5 separate regions of the Mus musculus genome follow, and regions 1, 2, 3 and 5 are each linked to region 4. Evidence: chromatin contacts called from public Micro-C and promoter capture Hi-C data. All regions are on one chromosome and are shown on one strand. The core of a region is the stretch at or near the end of the contact, and the rest is flanking DNA. Distances in the headings are between cores, read along the strand shown.

Region 1 (3,785 bases), core at 827-3,326, 910 kb before region 4:
GTTGTTTTATCTGCTTTCCTCCAGCAAAGAGACTTCACAGGAGCTAAAGAGACCTGTGCAGAAGCTTTCTTTTGTCCACCAATAATCAACAAATATTAATTATGCAAATCATTTTACTCAGATTGTACTCTCTGTCGTTCAGGGACAGGTTCGCAAGATTCCCTTTCTCCCATTTTAGCCTTTGGGAATGCAGGAATTTGGAGGCTAGACACAGCTCACCATCCTGCTGCTACCGATCTTGAACACCAGCGCTCTTTTAATGGGTCTGATATTCCGGTCCACGGGCTCTTCTGTCTGTCCTAACTAGTTTATGGAAATATGAGCCTATGTTTTAGTAATGATTGGATATAATTAAAAGTGCTTGTGGAAGTTCTTGGCTTTTAACTTAGCAGTTTTTGAGGGTCGCACTTCCTAATTTCATCCTTAGCTTTTCTGGATCACATAAGTGCAGGGCAGAAGAGGACTTTGACAGCACATTTTGAAGGAGAGTGCCCAGGCCATACAGGAAGATGGAGAGAGACGAGTTCCCAGGCTGTAAAACAGCTCCCCAGCACTTCCAACCGAAAGCCTTCCTTAGCTAAAGAAGGAGGTGCAAATGATAGTACAGTTAGTAGACTGCTTGCCTAGCCTACACAAAGCTCTGATTTAAGCCCTATCAGCACGAAAATTGGGCGTGGTGGCACACAACTGTAATCCCAGTACTAGGCAGGTGACAAACGGGATCATCAGAAATTCATGGTCATCCTTAACTACATACGGAGCCTGAGTCCAGCCTGTACTACATAAAACTGCCTCAAACAAAACAAACAAACAAACAAACAAACAAACAAAAAAGGAACGGGAGAAGTGGGGCGGGGATGGAGTTGAGGGCGCAGTCTGGGCCTGCCTATCCTTTGGTCCATTCCAGGAGGGGGTGGGGGCGGTATCTGGGTTGCATAGCAACCCAGGCTCCTGCTGCCGGATGTCTCACCACCCCCAGTGCCCCCGGCATTGGATCCCGCGGTCTCTGGCTGGAGGTCTGGTTGGTTCTGACCCCACCCTTTTCTCCCTCCCCGCCTAGCCCAGGCTCGGCGCCGGTCGGATCCCGCGCGAGCCTGGGAAGCAGTCTGGGCGCCCACTGCAACCTTAGCCTGTCTGAGATTCCCTAGCCATCCACGCCCCCAACCTGACCTAACTAGCTCTTCACTAAGACTTCCCATCTTAGTGTTCTGCGTGGGAGACGCGAGATAGGCATGAAGCGAAAGCTCTGGGCTCAGGCCAGGCTTTGCAGTCCCAGGCTGCTCCATTTGGTCTCTTGGAGCTCGTGGAGCGCCCACTGACTGCGCATGAATCGCGGCTAGCTTCCCAGCTGGGACTCTGTAATTATCTGTTAACTAGATGCATCCCCCTATGTGCTTATGAAATGAAAATGAACCAGTGTTTCTGTGCGGATTTCTTAGGATGTGATTACACAAAGTCCTCGCCGCTCAATTCTTTATAATAAAGCACATTTCAATCATTTTACATACACACACACCCAAATCTCTTCACGAAATTGTTGCCACTATTGTGACTTTCTTCCTGGGAGTATATCTGCTTCTGGATGGGTCCGCAAGTGCTTTCTGCCACACCTGACCCTAATGTCATTATATGAATATGTAGTAACACACACTTGCTTGGAAGAGTTTTGGTAGTAATCACTCCTGACAGCTCAGAGTATAGAACCCTGGCGGAGGTTCCAACATTGCCGCCTACTGGTTAGGCAGGCTCCAAGTCACACACCCCCATCCCCAGTCTTGTCTCAAGTTCTCCACCCGTAAACTCCAGGTCTAAAATTCTATCCACGTGGGTAAGGATGGATGCGCGACCCGCAGAAACACCCTGGCTGGCATCCTGCTTTCCCCAACTCTGAGAACATTATCCGGCCAGGCTCTGGACCCATACTGACTTAAAACACAACAGCAGTGGCTCTTGGACTTCTGTTTGCCCGCGCCCTGCGCCCCGCCCCCGCCAGTCTCCTCCCGCCCCGTCCGAGCTGCGCATGCGCCGCCCCGGGAGCGTGTTTTTATAAAAGTCCGGTTCGGGCCAGAAACTTCAATTTTGTTGCCTGGTGCAGCAGGTAGCAGTGAAACCTCTGAGGCGTTTGGTGCTCCGGTAACCACCACGGCTGTAGAGCGAGTGTTGCCATGGAACCGATCAGTGTGAGTGTAAGTCCACTTGCATCCTACTTTATAGTAAACGTGCAAACGTGTGAACTTAGAGCTCAGCCCCTTTAAGGAGCGGGTTGAAGCAACTAAAACCTTGAGGGGTGTCAGGGTCACAAGGAGGAGCGGGAACTAATTTTTTTTTATGTGTGTGAACATGGCTATAGGGGGAGGAAGATAGGAATATTTTTGCCAGTAAGTTGAGTGGGACGGGTTCAGATGGAGCTTTCCTAAGGTTGCTCTTGTTTCCCTCCCCCTTGAGTCCCGCGGCGCGCGCCGACTTGCACGCTGTTTGCAAACGTCCCAGTTTTTTGAAAAAGGGAGAAGGGCTTGCCCTCTGTCCCAAGACTCAGACCATCGTCTGGTCCTCCTGAAAACAGGAGTTTTCTTAGAGTTTCTTACATTGTGTGAATTTAGAGACTTTAGTCGGCACGCGTAGGCACTACATTCTGGGTGAGCTTCGAACCGGAGCGTCTTGGAGCGGTTCTTGGAGTTAGGAGTGCGGTTCTGAAATTCCATAGTGCAGACAGAGGAGCGCCCGTCTTCGGCGGGAAAAGTGAGCTAGTCTGCCGCGTCGCTTGCCTAGAGGGGGGGCACAAACTGCGGCAGCCGCGGAGAGAACGTCGCTTTGGGATGGAGCAGCAGCGCTTTGCGGGCATCCGACCCGCCACTTCCCCGCAGTGGCAAACGAACCTCCCGAGGTCGGGCTTGCCTTTAGGATCGTTCCTGAGAAAGGGTCATAAGTCTGTACCATGATGCTGCTGGCCATGACGGCGGTTGGGGACAGGAGGGCATGTTGGGACCGCACCTGGGTTGTGCCGGGTCGCCGGAGGGATGAACAGGTGCAAGCTCGGAGACTGTTTGACTGAGCCCCAGTGTTTAACCGTCGGTGGTTTCCTGAGCCTTTTGAAACCCCCTCGCTTAGGGAGGGTTTTGTTCTTTGGTGATTTTTTTTTTTTTTTCCGTTTCCTCCGGCGGCGCGCAATTCAAAGGCGCTCGCGCTGGAGCAGCCCAATCTGTCGCTCGCACCCGGAGGAACGATCCTGGCGCGCAGCCAGGAGGAACCCCTAGAACCGCTGTGTGTTGGTCGTAGACCTGGGTATGATGGGCAACGGTGCCAGCCCCTAGGTGGGTGACTCGGACATCGGGGTGCGCACGGTCTGGACCACTCCTGCTGCCTACCTCGGACTCCAGTAACTAACTGGGTCCGCTGCAGGATGGGAAGCGACCGGAAAGTGAGGAAGTGAAACTTGGGGGCGAAAACCACGGGGTACAGACCCCGTGACTTTCCCCACCCAGGACAGTGTGACTCTAACGTCCCAGATCCACCCAGTGATAAACATGGGTTTGGCAAGAGAGACCCACCTTCCAGAGAAGCGCCGCACGGGGTGAAGTAGGGGAGTGCTATTTGCTCCTTTCTAACACTCTGCTGACCCTAAACCCCCAAAGACCTTCACATTATCCAGCTTTCTTCACTACGCATGACTCGAAATGTAATAGTTTGTGTTAGACAGACGTGAGAAAAACAAGGTTTTGCGCCTAAAAAGCTAAGAGTCTTTGGGGGACCCCCACCGTCAAGCTCCGTCTTTCTTTCTTTCTTTC
Region 2 (3,697 bases), core at 290-2,789, 570 kb before region 4:
TTAAAATGCTCAAATTCACATGTCAGTTTTTTTTTTTTTCCCACAGAGATGAACAAAGTTACAGAACTCTTAAAAGCCATGGGTCAATTATGAGTAACTGTTACTGAACACAAGTGACTGAAGAAATTAATAGTTGTCACTTCAGATTAATAGTTGTCACACAAACTGGTCCATGTATCAAGAATGTACAAAACTATAGAAGCAGATGGTTGACTGCGGATATACAAGACTTCAGCAATAAAACAGGAGGCTATGGAACCAACTGATTTAGAGCAATATGGGGTAAATGAGTTGGCACATGTCTGGAAAACTACATTTTAGGTTAGAAGAGAGGAAGAATCAGGACTGAGTATGTACTTTAAAAACTATGTTAAAAGTTAAAAAAAAAAAAGGTCAACTTGTAATAAAGTAATTATTGCACCTCAGTTCCCTCTGAGTACTATGATAAAAGAGTACCATCTGTGAGCTCAAGTTTATGTTTCGGGAACATTCTAAGACATCAGGTGGTTTCTTTGTGGCTTACCGATGACACAGCTTTCTTGACAGCTCACAACTTTCTAGACCCAGTTGTCTGCCTAGTGGCCTGTCCCAACCACACCCGCACACCAAGAATTAAAAGGTCCAAGCTGCCAGAAGAGGAGATCCCAGAGGACCAAGAAGGGGAACACCAGGGCTGGGGGTCTTGGGGGGGGGGGTCTGCCTGCGACAACCCGATTGCCAAGGCCTGCAGGGCGCGACTCCTCGCAGGGTTCAGTGATTGGGGACAGGGCCTGGACGCGCTTCCCACACAGATGCAGACAGGTCACGCCGGAGTCCCCAACAGACCCCAGAAGCACCAAGTGGCACTGGGCCCGCCCGCGGCCTGGAGAGGCTTGGCGTCTGGGTCGGCCCCGCAGCGGAGCAAGCCTGGAGCCTTATAAAAAAAAAAAAAAAAAAAAAAAAAAGCTGTACTGGCCCGGACAGGAGACGAGCGGCCCCGAAGAGACCGAGTGGACTGGGCGACAGGGTCTTAGGCTGTCTGAGCCCGGCCCACCTTAGCTCCTCCTGCCTAGCTCACTCGACGCTAACGAGAATCCAGAACAAGATCAAAGCGCCACCGTTCTCGGGCCCTCTCCCCAGTCACCTGCCACGAACACCACGAAGACCGCGCCGCTCCTCTTAGCAGACGCGATGGCCGCCGGGATGGCGCCCTGGAACCACAGCATCGTCCCCTTCAGGCCCAGGCGCTCGCTCGGTGTGTCGTCGCCGCGGTGCCACAGCCGACCCCGCCCTCCTGGTTCTTTGGCCTCGTGGCCCCGGCAACCACCGGCTAATCCGGGCCCCGGTCTGAGGACCCAGCCAGCCCGTACGCCCGACAGCCACCCCCTGGGGACGCGCACCGGAGCGCGCTTGGCAAGAAAAGTACGCCCCTGTGTCACGTGACGACGACACTCCTCGTCAGGGGTCGCGCGCCCCGGTGCCTGGTCGGCTAGGTAAGTCCGTAAGTGCGCGCCCCCGCGAAGCCTCGGGTTCCGACTCCAGGAAGTGGAAGGAAGTATCAGGAAGGATGACTAACCGCTACGGCACGTTGACGTCGCCTGCAGTGAGGCTTCCTGGGAATTGTAGTCTTCCGAGGCTTGTTAATTTGCGGAAAGGTAAACTGTGGGCTCAAAGCATGGCGAGAGTGAGCATAGTGAGCACATCAACGCTGTAAGAGTAAATGCTAGGTATCGAGTTGCTGTCACCCTCTGACTTCTGCAAGCAATCTGCTCCACAAATAAACAAGCTTTACGGGGCTTGACCCGAAGCCTTTGGTTTTTATTTAATTTGACCCTGTGAAAAAGATGGGATTCAGAGGGGCGTGGCAAACCACGCATTTAATCCCAGCAATCCGAAAGCAGAGGCCTGCCTGCCTGTATGAGATGGACAGCTTAGTCTACAAGGTGAGTTCCGCGGACTGTCAGGATTTGTACAGAGACCCTGAATAACAAACAAACAAACAAACAAACAAAAACCAACCAACCAACTTACCAAAAACCCCAAACAAACAAAAGAAAAAGACCGGCTAGAGGTACAACAGTGTTCCTCCTCGCCCGCCTCCCACCCCGCAGTACCACATAGGCCCCTTATCTGAAGGGTAAGCGAAGTGGCAGAATGCTGGCTTTTGGCTATAATGTGCATTTACTAACTGGATCACATTGTAAAACCTTCAGCCACTATGCTATGCTATTGAAAAAACTTATTTATTTTTAATTCTGTGAAGACAATCCTCCTACCTGTACCATCCAGCGTGTACCATCTTGGCTGGCTGTACTTAACTTGTATGAATATCATGTAAAGAAAATATTTCTGTTGTTTCCTTGAGTGATAGAGTAAAGAAAGTCTAAATGGAGTAGAATCAACTTGTGTATAGGCCAGTAAGAAAATAAATTAATAACTATGTAAGGTTTATGGATGCATACGAAATCAAAATGGAAGAAAAAACATTTGCACAAGTTTCTAGTGTTTGGTTTCGGACTTGGGGACAAGGGACTGAGGTGCATATTTTCCACACCAAAGCAGACCTGGCCTCCAGGTTCTCCCAGCATCCCTCAGTCCATACCCTGCCTCCAACTTTGAACTTCCCAGTCCAGATCTCTCTCTCTCTCTCTCTCTCTCTCTCTCTCTCTCTCTCCTTGCCCATTCCCACTCCCCCCCCTTCTCTCTTACTATATATCTTCCTCCACTAGCTGCTCCCCTCTCCCTGGTGGCAACTTCCTTGGCCTTGATCCTTGGGGCCAGTGAACTCGCCGACCGAGAGCGGTTTCCCAAAAACCTGCCTTTAATATAATCTAATCTGGCTTAAATTGGCCAATTTCTCCTATCTTCCTTCAAATATATATATATATTTAACTACTTTGATATCCCTTTTCTGCTTCGAAGGCAGATACAAGTGACTAATACAAAGCAGCATTAGTGGCAGGACGTGGAAACAGCTACCCCAGTTCGTGAGCACCTCCATTTATTACTAGCACAACTCCCTCTCTGACAGTTCAGTTGTCTCACTAGTCAATTGGAGCCTTGGAGGGAACCTACCCTTTAGGCTATGTGACCACACAGAGACCCTTGTGTTTAGCAAGTACTTGTTACTTATGTAGCAATTAAGTGCTTTACAGATGTTAGCTATTGTTTCTGAATGCCTGCCCCAAATCCTGTTTAAGGAAATTATGCATGTACTTTTCAGAATTCAAAGTTTTGCTGGATCATTTCTAAACTTAACCACTGAACAAACATTTGTTGAGGTCTTAGTAAACAAAAGAACCACCTCAAGGATTACATTCCTCTGGCCAGCAGTAAAACATTAAGCAATAAATAGGGCAATTACTCCTGTAATTGCCACTGTAATAAATGGCAGAGAAGAGGAACTACAGAATGTTTTAACTTACACCAAGTCATTAATTATAGTTCACCAGGAATGCCTCATGAAGGGCTGAAAAAGTTGGCTTCTTCCTTTTTTTTTTTAGTTTTTCGAAATAGGGATTCTCTGTATAGCCCTGGCTGTCCTGGAACTCAACTTTGTAGACCAGGCTGGCCTCGAACTCAGAAATCGGTCTGCCTCAGCCTCCCAAGTGCTGGGATTAAAGGCATACACCACCACTGCCTGGCCTAGAAGTTGGCTTTTTTTTTTTTTAATTTTTTTTATTAGGTATTTTCCTCGTTTACATTTTCAATGCTATCC
Region 3 (3,637 bases), core at 433-2,932, 740 kb before region 4:
TAAACACAAGTTTTACAGTATTCGATAGAAAAAGTCATAGTTGATATTTCTTACACATATTTACATCGTTACTCCAAAGTTATGACCTAAATAAGAATATTCTATCAAAGCAAAGGAGCACAGTAAGACATATGCAGGAAAACAACAAGAAACAAACAAACAAAAGGAGTCTTGTGGACACACTGAAATATGACAATTCCACCCTACCAAATGACAATAGAATTTATATGTTGCCTTCTGTCGATCAGGGCATACATTAGTACTAAGGCTAAGAGAATAAATACTTCTTTTAGAAATGGAGCCAATTCAGATGCTTTCTGCATTGGAATCCCTTGACTATAATGGAATGTGCTATTGACCATAAGTATTCACTATCATTCCCTAAGGAATGAATACATTCTTCTGTTTTGAGCAAACAGTAGCAGATTAAGATGTGTCTCTTCTCGGCAGTCAGCCTGCGTCAAGTAGAAAGATCAGCTCAGGATCCTGGCCAGAACCATCAGTAATCATTTTATTGCCAATGGTTTATATAACGCTTAGCACAAAGCACATATTTATAACCACTGATGAGTTAATTGAACCATATTTTCCCCCACCTATAACTACATAGTAAACTACACTTCTGGAGCCACCATATCTATCTTACCTGGATTCCAGATCTAAGTAAAATCTTACCTGGATTCCAGATCTAAGTAAAGTTATTCCCAGAGAGCTTTCATTTGAGGGGATAAGGTAGGGTTGGGGAGGAGGGTCCAATTGTATCCTGTTAACAAGTATTGACCATGACATTTTATGTCAAGATAAGACACTACAGACAGCTAAAATGTGACAAAGACGGCTAAAGCTTGTGTCCAGCACCGGAAGTAGTATGTAATCAAGTCTTCAAATTTCATCCCAACAAACTTTTCCTTCTTGGTTGTTGTTTTAAGATAGAGTCTCACTACGCAAACAAGGCTGGCCTCTGCTTCCTGAGTGCTGTTAACTGCAGGCCCGAATTACCAAAGCCCACATTCAATAAAAACGACAGCATTTTTCAAAAGTCTAATTTAGGGAAGATTCACCCATTAGACAACCAACACTATACTATGCATTGCCTTTCACAACACAACAAGTCAAGGAAAACCTGTAGGCTATTGCTTTTAAAACAGTACTCCATCCTGCCTTAGGAGCCTACCTGCCTACCTCTAACACAGCATCCTGCCTTCCCACACAGAGCAGGTTGCCCAGAGACCTCCTCTGACCCAAGAGACAGGCTTCCACAGGGCAGTGAAGGCATCAATTCCAAAAGCGGAGATCCCAGCTGGCAGGACGCGAGACAAGCTGTCTGCCAGGGAGGGTGAAACAATGATACTCACCCCACCCCCAACTCCCTGTCTCTAAATATACAAGTAAGCAAGCTCGTGGTGTTTCACACTCTTAATCCCAGCACTCAGGGAGCAGAGGCAGGAGGATCCTCGTGAGTTCCAGGCCAGACAGCATTACACAGACCCTGTCTTTAAAATAATTAGAATTAAATTTAAAAAGAGGGACTCTGGGAGCAAGGGGAAGACAATTAACTGGAATGAAGTTAGACCAAGAGGGTAGGTATGTCAAGAGGCTCTGCAGGGAAGATTCCTCGGAGCCTATCCTGCGAGACCACACCCACTTCTGGGCCACGCCCCATGACTCCCGTGGGCGGGGCAGAGGGAGGAGCTGGCGGCGGCGCGCGAGAGCTCGCTGTGGCTCTCGCGATATTTCCGAAGCCAAGGTTCCACGCGGAGACTGGGGGCTTAGAACCCGGGCTGGGAGGGCGAGACTGTGCGGGAGGGAGCCGCTTCTTAGCCTGTCCTACGGAAGCCTGCGAGGGAGGGTGGTATCCACTCCCCAAATCCAGTGTCCTGATGCCCAGCACCAACGCCAGCCGTAAGGGTCAGGAGAAGCCGCGGGAGATCGTGGACGCGGCGGAAGTGGGTTTCCTCCTTTCCCCCCGGGTCGGGGAGTGCGCTGAGGGAGGGAGTGGGGCGATCCGGGCGCCGCTTCCGTAGCTCCCGTCAGCGCTTTACTCGCAGGCCGCGGCGTGGGGTGTCGCGTCGCAGGCCAGTGCTCCCGAGGACCCCAGGGGCCGTGCCTGGGCTCGCGGCCTCAACTACTCGGGACTGTTAACTCTTGGGACCGTGGCCTGGAAGAACCGTGTTCCTGGGGGTGGGGGGACAGGCAAACGTGGGCGCTCGCGGAACCGGAAGTAGCTGCGGCGAGGTTCACTCGAGCCTTCCTAGGTTAGCACGTCCTGCACGGAACACACCAGCCCAGTCCCCGGACATTTCTGATAAAGCACCACTAATCGATACCCTCAGCCCTCATAATGTTCTGGCCAGTAAAGACAGCCCTTTGCAGCACGAGCTGCCAGTGTATTTAATGACTTTTCCTTGTGACAGCTGCCAACACGTGTTATCTTGGTTTCCTTTCTCAGTGACTCTGTGAGGTAGGGTAGTGCAATTCCCAGAGATAACCCTCAGTGATCCATAGCACTTTGCAGAAGTCAAGGTTTGAAATCCTCTAAGTTAGGTGTTTGTAGTAATACTTAAGTCTTAATCTTTTCCTGGCTCCTAATTTTTTGGTGGAGGAATTCAGCATTTGCTAACTACATCATAACTCAGAATAATAAGTTACTATTTAGTTCTGCTGAAATGTGAGTACTAAATAGAAACAATAACACTTTTTTTTCTTATTTTCACCCCCCTTTGGTTCAAATGCACCACCTATTTATGGCACATACCATTATGTGACAGTTCTCTCATATTGAAGAAACAATTTCAACAAGAGAATGTAGAAGAACAGAAACTGTTTCAGACATCTTTCAAAACTACCTTGTTAAAAAAAAATTTAAGGAAATTATTTTTGTGTGTTAGTGTGTCTAATTGTATAAATTATCAACACACCATTGTAAGTAGTATAGGTATAAGATACAGTATATGGTAGACATTATAATAGAGTTCTATAAATAAATGGAAGGAACTTAAGAACATTGTAGAGGTAAGGTAAGATAAAATGAAAGACTACGTAACTGTTTAATAAGTGTAGTTTATAGCCTGAACTTCAGCTCCTCTTCCTAACTTACTCCATGAAATTTGATAATATTGCCATTCTCAAACTATGTAACCTGTTATTAGTTGTAGAAATAGGAGGCAGGTGAATTTTCTGGTCGTGTTTTACAAAAGGAAAGTTGTAGTTAGCGTGTATCAAACAGCTCCGATTTCTAACAAGTGAACATCTGGTGCTCAGAAACCTTACCCAAAGCGTTGGTTCTCTTTGAACACCTCTTCCTGTGATAGGAAGTTAATAAAACTGTAGGACTTCATCTTACTCCCTTCACAGGGCAAATTTATATCTCTTCTTTGAAGTAGATTAATCTCCCTTGGAATAAGGTAGTTAAGAAGCATTCTATGCATGTGTAAGTTATACCTGGGAGTACTATTATGCATGATATATCTATGCACATATGTAAATATAATAAATATATAACCAGAAACTGGGTGCTTTTTTTCTTTGTAGTAAGCACATACATAAGTGAACAAATTTCCATATTTAAAATGGCTGAGTTTAAAAGTGTACTTTTGGAAATTAATACAAATTTATTTGTAGTTCTAGGTACTTGTAT
Region 4 (3,915 bases), core at 410-2,909:
GATGATCCCTTTCTTCTAGAGAGCCTGCTGTGCAGCGTGTGTGTGCACTGGGGGTGCGGCGCCTGCAGAGAGGGAAGATGTTCCCGGAGAGGGGCATGTTTCAAGACTTCTAGCCAGACCTCAAGAACAATTGAATCACACAGCAAAGGAAAATGCTTGTTAAAATACCAAACAAATAAATGCACAAACAAACAGATTAGAGGTGGGGACGCAGCTCTGTGCTAAAGCCGGTGCTAGCTCTTCTGCTCCTGTCCCCAAGACCACAGTGAAAAAGAAAATATAATTTTCAAAAAAGCAGAATATTAGGAGGGGGATGAAGTCTAAAAGCCACTGCGTTAACGTTTCAGCCAACTCTGTTGCAGCCTGTGACATCGACCTCCACAGTGCTCAAGGCCTGGATATTTTTGTTCTTGGGGTGATTCTTTGACTACCGTTGAGAGGGCAGCCAATGGAATCATCTGGAACAAAAAAGAAAAAAGAAAAAGGAAAACAAAAACAAAACAAAAAACAACCCCCACAATCCAGGATGCGAGAGGACGGAGGGCTCTGTACATGTGAAGCATTTGTACCAAGAACAGCGTCAGGATCAGTGGTAAAAACTCTCTCTCTCTCTCTCTCTCTCTCTCTCTCTCTCTCTCTCTCTCTGTGTGTGTGTGTGTGTGTGTGTGTGTGTGTGTCTTAAGCCCAGTGAACATGGCGTTTAATTTTCTTTAAAGAAAAGAAGGGGCTGTTGAAAATTTCATTTTCTTCATAGGAAAAAAAAAAAAGGAGTGTTGAAATGACCTAGTTCGATGCTTTCAGTTTACAGTTGAAATTATTGTTTAAAAAAAACACAACGGAAGACCGAACTGGAGCCGAGATCACTCAGATCTGATCCCAACAAAATGTGACTCCCTTCTCATCTCTGGAACCCCACAGAGACATTTAAATCATATCCTGACTTCTATGTTCCCTGGCAGAGCGGAAACCAAGAAAGGAAACCGGTTACTCTCAAAAGAAAACAGGGTGGATTCCTTTAAATGAAGGAATTGGCATGTTAGAGTACTCAGATGAAATTTAGAGACTGATACCAACCTATTGATAAAATCTAGACTCTCTAGAGCTCGGATGTAAATGCAATCAATCGGGTCCCCAATCCGTTAGGCGGCCGGTTCGCCTGTGGGTCTTCCCCAGCCGGCCCTGTGGACCAGGTTGCAGCTTCGCTGGGGAGACCAGGCTCACTGCCCAAGTGTGGGAAGTTGTTATGGTCAGAGATGAAGAACAGGGGTGAGCATCCGCAGCAAGGGGACGGATCCTGAACGCTTAGAGAGGTTGACAGATGGATGGGAAAGGCCCAAGGATAGTCGTAATGGGAGGTCTGGGGGAGGGGGGGACAAGCCACGGTTCCAGCAGCACCTCAATCTAAGTTGGTGCAAGAGAGAAACTGAGATGAGAGTTAAAGCCATTTAAGGGCAGCAGATCCAGAGGCTGGGGAACAGGTGAATCCTGGTGCCTGCTTGGGCAGGCGGGGACAAGGTGCAATCCTTGTAGCCTGTGTGGCTCCGGGAGAGAAAAAAGGCCGGATGAGCTGCGATGCCCTCTCTCCTGCCCACGCGCGGCCACAGGCTCCGAGGACTGCAGAGTAATTAGGGTGGAAGGGTCCCTCCTGGGCACCAATCCGCGACGTGAGTGGGGGGCGCGTCCTCCGTCACGCCCTCACCCAGCCCTGCGCTACCCGCAGGCTGGTCCCCACGCCCCCTAACAGTTCCCTCAGCTTCCACGCGTCTGGACCGTCCGGGGCCCTCCCTCTCCACTCGCCTGGGTGCATCGATACCAGTGCCCGGGCTTAGCGCCTCGGGGCGGGTCCCTGCCGCCCGCACCTGCCCCCGGGGGCGGAGCGCAGCGGCGACAGCGCGGCACCAGCCTCCGCCACTCGGTGTGCTAGCGGCGGACCTGCCGCTCACCGCGGTACGGGCGAAGCTCTCTCTCGGTGCCCTCGGTCTCTGGCACTTTGGACTTCGTGTCTCCATCGTGGTCGGCTTCGCCTCGGGGGATCTGCAGCCCCGGCGCCATGGAGCCGGCTCTGGGCAGCGAGCGCCGCAGCCCCCCTGGCCCCGGAGTCCCGCGGCCGCCACCGCGGGGCCACGCGCCCTCGACCGCCGCCCCCGCCCCCAGCCCGGCTCCGATGAGCTCCTCTGTGCAGTCTGATGAGGAAAGGCAGCCACGGATCAGCGAGAGCGGCCAGTTCAGCGACGGGTTGGAAGACCGAGGTGAGCTACCACCGCCCCGCGCTCCTTCCTCTCCGCCCCTCTCAAGCCACCTGTCCCCTATTTGCGGAGCTTGGTGCAAAGAGCGGAAGCGACTATTCCACCTTTCGGGATCCATGAGGGTCGGGCAGCGGTGCCTCCCGAGAGCCTCTTTCAGTTTTCCGATCTCGGAGGGTGCTTAGGCCAGCCTTCTCCGGTGCTCGCGGGAAAAGTTTGCAGACAGGGTTCTTAGTGTCTTACGGGGGACCAAGGGATTCCTCTCGGTGCTGGGAGATGTGGGTTCCAAAGCATCCCGCTGCGCAAGCCCAGCCACCCGGGGAAAGTTATTATTATTATTAATTAATTTTTTTGGTTAGTGGCAGAGCACCCGGTAGGGTGACAGCTAGGGTCCCCTTAGCCTCTGGACGTGCGTGGGGCCGAAGCTCCCTGGATCCTGGGTCACAGCGGTCACCGCCCCATAGTGTGAGGGTGCTGGCAGAGAGGTTAGGATGTTTGGGGTCTGGCTACCAACCTGATCTGCACAGATGCTATCCGCGCTGATACTTCCTGGAGAGAGTGTGTCCAGCTCTGAGTCCTTCCTTGGACGCTGGCCTTGTACCCGGTGCGTCCCCTGGAAGGCATCACCATCTCCCGCTTACAACCACTGTCTCCTTAGTGGGGCTGCGTCGAACGTTAGGGATCCCTCATTCCCCCACCTGGCTCTCCTTCCCCATCCTGCTCTAGCGGCCTTCAGCTTGGGTTCTTTGCGAAGACGACCGCATCTACACCATTCCCCTTTCTTGCTGCTTCTTAATTGGCCCCCCTCGAAAACTATCAACGGTGCTGCTGAAACCGTTGCTGGCGGATTTGGGGGTCTCTGCAGCACGGTCTTTTCTCAGGCAGCCGACTCTGTACACCTCTATTCATTTTTTTTTCCTTTTTTCTTGGAAGCTTTCATCTGTCGACTGTAGAGTGCTTATATTATTTTAGTTCTGGCAGGTTTCTGTCCTATTCTTAGTACCTCCTGAACATCTTTATATTCCGGTTTCGCGTTGGGATACAGGATCTCTTGCTTAGAGATTCCGAATTGTAGCGTGTGAAACAGGATGACATGGAAACAGATTTCCCAGAGAAACAGCAGAGATGCTGTGTGCGGAACTGGAGCCGCTCCAGCTTGGAACGAGTTCTGCACCCGGGTTGCAGGTCCTTTCCCTGTTCCCACAGAACCCGATAGCCTTAGAGACAGGAGAGTGGATGGCATCATCAGAAAGCCAGAAAAGCCTCTCACTTTAATTCTGGGGTGTGAGAATTACCTTTGCCTCGCAAGATTCAAACATCTCACATTGAAGAAAGATGGATACTCTCAGGCTGGGCTTAATTCTGTAGCATTGCGGGTTATCTGTAAGCACCGAGCAGTCTCTCTCTCCCCACCCCTGCACAAGGGCAGACAAGAAACCCATACTAGGATGAATTGATATTTAATAATATCTAGAAGCCATGCTTCAGTGTTAAATGAAAACAAAAACACAACAAAAACCTCTTCTAAATACATTCTTTAGGTTTTCTGTCAGTGGTCAAATGAACTTCATTTTCTATTATATTGTCTCCTGAAAGCATTCACTGTTCATAAACCAGTGCTCTGTGGAAGACTGCATATCACACACAACCTCTCTGTCAGGATGAATCCAGT
Region 5 (3,626 bases), core at 951-3,450, 680 kb before region 4:
AACTTCAGGAAATGTATCTTCATATGTGTATATGCTATAACTTTTCAGTCACCCTTAATGCTCTAATCCTCCCTCTCTCCCGCTTTCTCTGTCTTGCCTTCCCTCTCCCAGAGTAAAAGCTCAACACCACAGGGGCTGTCTCCAGTTGTCTTCCCTTGCGTAGCATTTGTGATCTGTTATTCTCCTTTCTAGAGCGTGTTCTACAACTTTGCTGATTTCTGCTGTTATTTCTAACAATATACACACATCTAAGGATTCAGAACTAGTATCCACAAACCATCCAGTCTCTCTGGAGTTGGGTTATCTGACTCAGAAAAACAGTTTTCATTTATTTATTTATTTATTTATTTATTTATTTATTTATTTATTTATCTATTTAAGGCAGGGTCTCACTTTGTAGCACTAGCTAGCTGGTCTGGAGCTTTTAAGGAAAAAAAATGTAACAAAACACACACCACACACTCACACTATCAACTAAACCTGGGCATCTGGGCACACTTGTGAAGGGTTTTCTTGGTTGGATTCTGTGACGTGAGAAGATTTACCTTAAATCTGCATCTTTTGTAATCAGAAGACCCACACCCTAAAAGCCCCGGAGTGGTTTTTGGAAGGCAAGGGCAGCTGGATCTCTTGACTTCAAGGCCAGCCTGGTCTACAAATCAGGTTCCAGGAAGCCAGGATTACTACACATAGAAATACTGGCGCACGCCTTTAATCCCAGCACTCGGGAGGCAGAGGCAGGCAGATTTCTGAGTTCGAGGACAGCCAGGGCTACACAGAGAAACCCTGTCTCGAAAAAAACAAAAAAACAAAAAAAAAAAGAAAAAAAGAAAAAGAAAAGAAATACTCTCTCTAAAAATAAAAAGGCCCATCCAATATCTGGGCCACACCTGGTGACAGCATACCTAAAATGACACAGAAGGAAGCCTTTTGTGCGTTTGCCTGCCTGTCCTCACTCTCACTGGCAAGTCCATCTATCATCCTGCTGCTGAGGCAGCAATTAATGTATTAGAACCTGTTTCTTCAGGACTCCCAACATTTAATGAAAACCTGCTAAGACATCCAGCCTTGTGGGCTGAACCACCATCTGCTTGGCGTTTTTATTGGAAGACAGCCACTGTTGAGCTAGCCAGACAACAGCCTGTATGCTAAACTTAGTAAATCCTGTGTGTGTGTCTTTATCAGTTTTGTTTCTCTAGAAAGCCCCAGGATTCTCACTCAGTGAAGGCTACATTTGGAGTTGGCAAAGGAGGGAGGGATTTGAGGCTTCAAGTCTTCAACACCTTCAATTGCAGATCTCTATAGTATATTTCCTAATAGATTATAAAAGTATTAATTTTATATACTCTGCCTGGCATTAAATTTTTAACATCCAGTAAGCCTCGAAAAAGTGACTTATTTATTCTGGTCCAGGTTTACTGTGTCCTGGAAGCCCAGGATAAAAGTGCTGGTGGTGAAACAAGTTATCAGCACTAAGCTATCAAAGTCGAGGAGGGACTGGCAATGTGGATCATTTACTAGCAAGGTAGTCCTTGTTCTACACTCAGAAGGCTTTAGGTTCAGTCCCAGCACCACGTGAACCCAGAATTCAAGGCCAGCCTGGGCTATGTGAGACCCTCTCAGTTTAAAAAAGAAAAGAAAGTCAAATGGTATGCAGATTGTCAGAATATATCTATCTCTGTCTTTTTAAGTGTATGTGTATGCACATGTGTTCTTAGAAGTCAGAAGAGGGTATCAAAGTCGCTAAGCTGGAGTTAAAGGTGGTGACTGTCTCATGTAGCTGCTAAGAAACAAGCTTGGGTCCGCTGCGGAATGAGTTACTCTCTAAGCCTTTGCTCCTGTCCTCCACCTGACTTTTAAGGGGCTCTCTCCTGTAGTTTGGTTTGCTCATACCTTACTTCCTCCAGATGCACAATTCACAGTAGGTTTAACCCTGAGTGACCAAAAACAAAACAAAAAAACCCAAAAAAGTCTATACATAAACTCTGGGGGTAAAGGGAGAGAGGGAGGGGTTAGCTCCTCAAGCCAAAACAACCAGAGGGTGGGTGCGACTACATTGCGCATGGGCAAAAGCTTCATGGCGTATGCTTTTGGCGCGAAAAGTGCGTGCGGTGGGCGGGGCTCTGTACGGAACCGCCATTGATTGGACGGGTTTGGCGCGAAGTAGCTCAGCTCCTACCCTGTTATTGGCTGAGGTGAGAGGGCGGGGCTAGCCGGAGGCGCGCGCGAAGTGGCAGCGCGGAAGGAGCTACGCGTGGAACCTGCGGCCGGGCTATCTGCAGCTGCGGACTCTCCTCCGCGGTGGTCTTCCCTCAGCAGCGCGTACTCTCGGCGCCGCCATGGACCTCGCAGCGGCCGCGGAGCCCGGCGCCGGAAGCCAGCACCCGGAGGTGCGCGACGAGGTGGCCGAGAAATGCCAGAAGCTGTTCCTAGACTTCCTGGAAGAGTGAGTGGCCTCCGGGGGCTCGCGGGCCGGGCGGAGACCGGGGCCATGTGTGCTCCGGAAGGGATGGGCCCCGGCCCGGCGGGAATCCGAAGCCTCCTCGACTCCTTTCTTCACCGCAGCGCTCCCTTGTGTCATACTGTGCTGCTTTTTCATTACGTTTCTAAAACAGGGTTTCGAACTCGCTGTGTAGCCAAAGATGATTTTGAACTTGTAATCCTCCAGCCTCCGCTTAGCTTGTGCTGGAATGACAGATGTGCACCGCCATGACTAGTTGGGGCGATGCTGGGAATGAATCCCAGCAGGACTCACGTCGCAACCCAGTGAGGCCAGAGTTTGGTTTTTTGGGAGGTGGGGGGGGGGGGGGGGGGCGTTACCTCTTGAGTAGGGTTGGGCACACAGCCCAGAACCAGGAGCTTGCAATGCAAGCAAACCTGGGCCAGCTCGTTCTAACAGGAATCTATGGCTTGATGACTGTTCAGTGAAATGAGTTCTGCCCTATATAATGAAAGAATTGTTCTAGACATCTAGCTGCCTCCTTCCCATCCCTCCCTCCGCTTCTAGCACCTAGCAGCAACCACATACCAGTGTGCTCCTTACTCTTCCGCCTCCAATAGTAAACAATTCTTTTCTTTTTCTTTTTAAAGATTATGTCAGTATATAACAAAAACTTAAGAGTTTTGACCTTTTGGGAGTGTACAACAAGCATCTTGAGGTGCATTCAACTTGTACAATGATCCCTGTTTGAAACTCTTCCAACTCTACCTACTAAATAGTTAGAGCCTCTCTAACTCTCCTAGCCTCCTGACACCTGCCACACTTCTAACATTGAACTGGATCACTATAGGTGCCTCCGATAAGTGTGTGTGGCTAATTTTGCTAGACATGCAGCTTATTGTAATCAAGGGTTTGCCTTTTAAGGCAGAATAAAATGACATGGCACGCGTATACTGGTTACCACATATTGCTGATCTAGTCGTCCTTTTGGCTCTACAGCTATCTTTTGAAGTTCTGCTATACTTAAAACTGTAAGCAGGCCAGTGTTGGGCACAAGCCAGCGGTAGACGGATCCTATGAGTTCAAGGCCAGCCTGGTCTACAAAGTGAGTTCCAGGACAGAGCTCAGGGCTACATAGAAAGTCTGGTGCTGAAAAACAAAACAAACAAAAATAACCCTCTGGAAT

Evidence for each region. Promoter capture Hi-C pulls out the DNA fragments that hold promoters and counts their contacts. A called contact is a pair of places that touch in the nucleus more often than the background predicts.
Region 1: a contact with region 4 is called in a promoter capture Hi-C map of embryonic stem cells, with 3 times the contacts expected there. The contact joins the promoter of Cxcr4 here to the promoter of Tmem163 in region 4. A contact is called at or near these places in 3 of 39 promoter capture datasets (the 3T3-L1 cell line, embryonic stem cells and pre-B cells), 2 of 484 Hi-C or Micro-C datasets (both in embryonic stem cells) and 1 of 115 datasets of contacts at active chromatin or transcription factors (embryonic stem cells).
Region 2: a contact with region 4 is called in a promoter capture Hi-C map of pre-B cells. The contact joins the promoter of Ubxn4 here to the promoter of Tmem163 in region 4. A contact is called at or near these places in 4 of 39 promoter capture datasets (embryonic stem cells, liver, pre-B cells and 1 more) and 2 of 484 Hi-C or Micro-C datasets (both in embryonic stem cells).
Region 3: a Micro-C map of embryonic stem cells shows a contact between it and region 4, with 4 times the contacts expected there. The contact joins the promoter of Dars here to the promoter of Tmem163 in region 4. A contact is called at or near these places in 1 of 484 Hi-C or Micro-C datasets (embryonic stem cells) and 1 of 115 datasets of contacts at active chromatin or transcription factors (T-cell acute lymphoblastic leukemia).
Region 5: a contact with region 4 is called in a promoter capture Hi-C map of pre-B cells, with 3 times the contacts expected there. The contact joins the promoter of Mcm6 here to the promoter of Tmem163 in region 4. A contact is called at or near these places in 3 of 39 promoter capture datasets (the 3T3-L1 cell line, hippocampal neurons and pre-B cells).

The regions. Positions count from the first base shown.
Region 1 is chr1:128,590,590-128,594,374 of GRCm38.p6, reverse strand. It overlaps Cxcr4 (chemokine (C-X-C motif) receptor 4), which reads left to right and starts at 2,076. Exons shown (of 2, transcript NM_009911.3): 1 at 2,076-2,186. The coding sequence starts at 2,166.
Region 2 is chr1:128,241,979-128,245,675 of GRCm38.p6, reverse strand. It overlaps Ubxn4 (UBX domain protein 4), which reads right to left and starts at 1,539. Exons shown (of 13, transcript NM_026390.3): 1 at 1,124-1,539. The coding sequence starts at 1,205. It overlaps Gm41949 (a long non-coding RNA gene), which reads right to left and starts at 1,117. Exons shown (of 2, transcript XR_878509.3): 1 at 1,034-1,117; 2 at 1-913.
Region 3 is chr1:128,415,461-128,419,097 of GRCm38.p6, reverse strand. Dars (aspartyl-tRNA synthetase) reads left to right here and starts at 1,682. Exons shown (of 16, transcript NM_177445.5): 1 at 1,682-1,946. The coding sequence starts at 1,881.
Region 4 is chr1:127,675,765-127,679,679 of GRCm38.p6, reverse strand. Tmem163 (transmembrane protein 163) reads left to right here and starts at 1,659. Exons shown (of 8, transcript NM_028135.2): 1 at 1,659-2,249. The coding sequence starts at 2,051.
Region 5 is chr1:128,358,279-128,361,904 of GRCm38.p6, reverse strand. It overlaps Mcm6 (minichromosome maintenance complex component 6), which reads left to right and starts at 2,200. Exons shown (of 17, transcript NM_008567.2): 1 at 2,200-2,446. The coding sequence starts at 2,340.